2 separate regions of the Sus scrofa genome follow, and region 2 is linked to region 1. Evidence: chromatin contacts called from public HiChIP or PLAC-seq data. All regions are on one chromosome and are shown on one strand. The core of a region is the stretch at or near the end of the contact, and the rest is flanking DNA. Distances in the headings are between cores, read along the strand shown.

Region 1 (2,700 bases), core at 38-2,537:
TCACAGATGACTCTGAATAAACACACAAATGCCATCAGCAGTACCAGTCCAGCTTTCAAAGGTCCTCCAGTAATCTTGTATTTTTTTTAACTTCAGAAACTAAACACTGGCATTTTGCTATTTGGGGTAAAAAATATTACTCATTTTACATGATTAGACTATGAATACAGAAATTATGGTTTTCTCCTTCTAAAACATATTTGGCATCCAAGGCAAAAAAAAAGGGTAACTTACTTCCCCAAATGATTTTCATAACCAAAAATCTATTTTAAGCTATGTTTATTAAAATTTTACATAGTCAAAAAGGAGACACAAGTGTTCCGACTGTAGCACAGAAGAAACAAATCTGACTAGTATCCATGAGGATGTGGGTTCAATCCCTGGCCTCGCTCAGTGGGTCGGTGATCTGGCATTGTCATGAGCTATGGCATAGGCTGGCAGCTGTAGCTCCAATTTGTTCCCTAGCCTGGGAACTTCCATATGCATGGGTATAGCCCTTTAAAAAAAAAGAGAGAGAAAGAAAAGGAGGCAAAATGTGACATCCATCAGTGAAGATTAGTCAAGAAGAGGAATAATGGAAAGAACAGGGAAAAAGTAGCAAGAAAAGCTTTAAAAGAACATGTTATCTTAGGTGAAACAAATCATACATTTTGTACTTTGAAAAATGCAAGTTGCACAATATGTATAGCATAATCCAACTTTTATTAAAAGTATAATTATACTAACATATTTATGACAAAGGAAAGGATAAACATCAAACTGCCTTGACTGTAGGGGGTATAAGAGGCTGTATGACTTTTAAAATCTGCTTTATCCAACTGTGAGGAGTTGAAATTATTTTCCAACATGTGTACGCGTCTTTCAAAAATCCTTTAAAAAGCTAAAAAAAATTTTTTTTAAGGTTTTGAGGGCAAAGTTGCAAATTAACAAAATATCATTTAGACAAATCATAAAAAGCACTATGACTCTATATTTATTTTTGGAAGGTATTTTTAAAGCTGATAGGTAAGATAAGTGTTTGGAAAGACTCACTTTTTACTCCACTGAACAACTATCAGAGATCAAAACACAGATTTGGGTCAGAGATTCTAACATCGGGGAAATGCAAATATATTTTAAAGAAAGGAAGCTTTGAGAAAAGAATCAAGCAGGAGAAACCACAAAACAAAAATAAGACTCAGTTATCACGTGAGCATCCTTGAACTTCCGTCACAGCACCACTGGAACAGCCCTCCCCTTCGTCGGTCCCACTGTACTCAGGAAATAGAAAAACCTGCCCTTTGCACACAGGCTATACAGCTGAGATCAAAGCCCAGGCTCTTGAGAGCATTTCAGAGGAAACATCACTTGGAACACAATGACACATCACCTGACCTTCCACCAATAAAGGCCACTCCACACTCACAAGAAACTATTCACAGTGCTTCTCTTGTCTCTTAATTGGGGTGTGCAACAGTACAAAGTCTGGTTTCCAGACTTCAATTTCCCACAGAAAAAAACAGTCACCAAAAAATATGCAGGGAAATTGTAATACAGAACTGTCATTTTTGCACTTTACTGTTTCCTTAAAAGGGGATGTTAACACTTCAGAAGCAGGAAAGATACAACCCCAGGGCCAATCCCATTCACAGGCAAGAAACTAAGCAGCCAAATCATTATATCAATTCAGTCATGCCAAAAAAGACTGACAAAACACTCAGTCCCGATTTAAAAAAACAAAAACAAACCTCTTCAATTAAAATTAAAATGTACTTGCTTAATATGACAAAGAATATCTTCTGAAAGCAAGGGCAAACACAGAATACTATATACTTGCCATGCTTTTACATTTAGTTTGCATTTTTTAAAGGACTTAACTTTCAGGCACGTGTATACCTGAAATTCTAGATGAAATGAGCAATATTTTTTTAGAAAAAAAACTATTTTTTGAGACCCTGTACAAATAACAATAGGGAAAAATGCAAAAGCAAAGAATTATGCTCAAGAAATATGCCAGACCAGGACAAATTCACAGGCCAGTTATAGCCTAACCTTTCTGGTAAGAAATGGGAAATAGTTAATCTTCCCAATTTATTCTGAAAAAACTGGCATGCTAACAAAGAAAGCACAAGAGAAGAAAACTATGTTAACCACACTTGCCATTCCTAGATTTTTTTTTTAAACTTCTGCAAATTTGACATGCAAAGAATGAAATTTGGTTTCAATCCTGATTCCTTTAGTTCGTATGTCTATAATTCTCTTATGAACTATATAAATGCCTTTTGCCCTTTTTTCAGTAGGTTTGGGTTTTTTTCTTATTCATCTGTATGAACTCCTTAAAAATTAAGGATATTAATCACTGCTGTGGTGTGGGTTTGATCCCTGGCCCATGAACTTCCACAAGCCACGTGCAACCAAAAAAAGGGCTGGGGGAAGTTCCTCTGCCAAGTCCCAAGATCAGAAAAACAGTCACCATCATTTTCTAGATGTGTTTGATCAAAATCATTTCAATATATTTAACATTTGTCTCTTAAAAAATGCATATCCAATAAAATCATTGCTCTAGAAAACAACTACATGAGTATAATTATATTGAGTTGTAAAATAAATCTAAATCATGACAGTAAAATACTTTTAAGTTAAAATACTACAAAGCCATTCTGTAGTACACTAGTTGATGACATGAGAAAACAGGCATGATCTGTTACTAAGTAAAAAAAA
Region 2 (2,700 bases), core at 131-2,630, 140 kb after region 1:
TGCTGTGGCCCTGGCGTAGGCTGGCAGCTATAGCTCTGATTACCTCTAGTCTGGAACCTCCATATATCATGAGTGCAGCCCCAAAAAGACAAAAAAAAAAAACCCCACACCCCTCCCCAAATGAATGAAAAGCATTCTAACATACAATGCCAGTCGTCAAAAAATGAGGAGGGAGTCCTAGGTACTGGGGGGATCAGTGATATAATATAATCATTAACATGTTTTCTGAAGTATGTTAAAAGTCTAGGATTTAGATTTCGACATTTTAATTTCTTCTGAATATTAGTCACTTTTTGCAAGCTAGGAAACCAATCAAACTAAGGCAGTCTAATCCTCTAGAGATCCAGGCCAATGCTTACAATCTTCAGCACAATGTCATCATAACACAAGATGCTAACGTCAGGTTATAAACTCTAAATAATAACCACTTATCTATATTTTCCCTTAGGAAACAGCCAAAAATCCAGTCCTTAAAGGTATGATATACAGAACATCTTTATCTACAAAGGACAGAATGATCCGAACTATACACTGGCCAAGCTATCAGTGAACCACATCAGAGATGGGGCCAAGGATTGGTGAACAAAGTGTTTACATTTTGAAACTTTGGTCTGAGGTTTTAAAAATTCCTAGTTGCTGTTAATAAGAAAGCAAGTAAAGTGATAAATTCATTGAGTTAAAAAAAAAATGCATTGAGTTAAAAAAAAAAATCAAGTAAAAAAATTACAGATGCACCCACACTGATATTTGATTTGACATGATGAGTATGGGGATAAGACACTTAGATCTATTTTCAAAAGAAATTACTTAGTAACAAGAAATCTGACATACTGCATTCTTCCATTTGCCACAAGAACATACTGACATTGAGGACTAGTTGAAAGAAATGCTTAACTCTAAAAATGATGGTGGCAGCAAAAGCTGAAGAATAACCTCCCGCTTTCTCATGCAATTAACACTGCTACTCTTCGTGATACATATGCATATGGAAAAATTTGTCTCAGGGCCAGGAGATGAAAATTAGAGACTATCCTAATGAGCTAGTTGTAAATTCAATTAACATCTTTAGGACAGACCCATTAAAATCTGGCCACTGTTTTGTTAAACATCTGCCAGTTGCAGAAATCCTTAGTTCCTAGACATAGTTTCTGCTCAATGTCATAAAGTCAGGCTCAGTCTCATCTGTGACTCTTCTCCTCAGGGCTGAGGTGGATGTCAGTCATCAAAGTCTGGAATGTCATCATAAGAGTAACCCCGGTAGCCTTTGGATGCATAGTAGGCAATGCGCAGGTGGTAGAATCCTGGCAGGAACACCAGGATGCCAATGATCAGGACAGGAACAGCCCGGTCTGCCCCCTGGTGGCAGAAGGAGGCAAACACATTAGTACCATGCAAGTTATAAAGGCAAAAATAAAGCTATAGGCTCAATCCACAGACCAGTGATCTTATACCTTTCAGAGCACTTTCTTTGGGTAGTACACTACCAAGGGAAAAGGTTTACATCTTTTTTTCCTCCTTATAAACTTCAGAAAAACTGCGAAGTACTAAAAATTATAAAGAAATTATCCATGTTCATCCATAGTTACTTTGGCTTATTTCCCTCTACTCTTCCTTAAAGTTTTTAGTTGTAAATACATACTCTGCACCTTGTTTTTCTCTCTTATTATAACAAAGAATTGCCAAAATATTATTAACAGCTCTTAACTGGGAGAATGGGAGGTAGGTGAAATGGCTGGTCAAAAGGTCCAAACTTCCAGTTATAAAATAAGTTCTAGGGACAATGTACAGAGTGGTGACATAGTAATTCTGTACTGCATATTTGAAAGTTGCTGAGAGAGTAGATCTTAAACGTTTCATCACCAGAAAAAAAAATTATAGCTATTTGTAGTGATGGAGGACAACTAGACTTATTGTGGTGATCATTTCCCAATGCACAGAAATATCAAGTCATTAGGTGTACACCTATAATAGTATACATGTCAGCTAATGATGTGTAACATTCCACTATAATGGATATACCACAATTTTACATATCCAGCCCCCAGAAAGCTGGATACTTTGGTTGTGTCTCACTTTTTATAACTGTACAGAATACCACAATAAAGTTCAGGGTTCTGCTTGGCCTTCCAGATTATTTCCTTAGTATATATTCCCAAGAGCACAATTCACAGGTCAAAGAGGGAGGAAAGGTGTTTAGTCTCTTTATCAGTAGGGCTTCAACTTTGGAGGGAGTTCTACAAGGGCAAGGACTTTGTTCATCCTTGTTATCCCCAGCTGTGTCCAACATACAATAGAGGCTCAATAAGTGCTCTTAATGAATAGATCCACCTTCATGAAATTGCTTTGTCAGTCTTGCTTTTTTGGAGTGTAGTTTTTTTTGGGTTTTTTTGCTTTTTAAGGCCACACCTGCAGAAGTTCCCACAACTAGGGGTCGAAATGGAGCTGCAGTTGTTGGCCTACACCACAACCACAGCAATGCCAGATCCCCAACCCACTGAGCAAGGCCAGGGATCGAACCCGTGTCCTCGTGGATATTAGCCGGGCTCATTACGTTGAGCCACGAAGGGAACTCCCTTTTTGGGTGCAGTTTTAAATGTTTATAGTTAAATTTACCCTTCTTTTCCTTCTGATTTTTCCCATTGTTTTAAGCTAAGGAAGATTTCCCTAAAGACTTACACCCAATCTAAAAATCTTCTAGCA

The links. HiChIP or PLAC-seq counts read pairs in DNA pulled down with a chosen protein or histone mark.
Region 2: an H3K27ac HiChIP or PLAC-seq map of alveolar macrophages shows a contact between it and region 1. The contact joins two enhancer-like sites. A contact is called at or near these places in 1 of 5 promoter capture datasets (liver) and 1 of 2 datasets of contacts at active chromatin or transcription factors (alveolar macrophages).

What each region holds. Positions count from the first base shown.
Region 1 is chr17:13,982,869-13,985,568 of Sscrofa11.1, forward strand. It overlaps a transcript of SLC23A2 not described here. Among named protein-coding and RNA genes, the nearest start is that of SLC23A2, 38 kb to the left of the region's middle. Within about 2 kb of position 1,288, at least 33 of the 83 cell types and tissues checked have an H3K27ac peak or open chromatin away from gene starts, as enhancers often do. A contact at or near this core is called in alveolar macrophages, where this site is marked.
Region 2 is chr17:14,125,546-14,128,245 of Sscrofa11.1, forward strand. TMEM230 (transmembrane protein 230) reads right to left here. Exons shown (of 4, transcript NM_001244345.1): 4 at 183-1,356. The coding sequence ends at 1,216. Among named protein-coding and RNA genes, the nearest start is that of TMEM230, 9.5 kb to the right of the region's middle. Within about 2 kb of position 1,381, at least 3 of the 83 cell types and tissues checked have an H3K27ac peak or open chromatin away from gene starts, as enhancers often do. A contact at or near this core is called in alveolar macrophages, where this site is marked.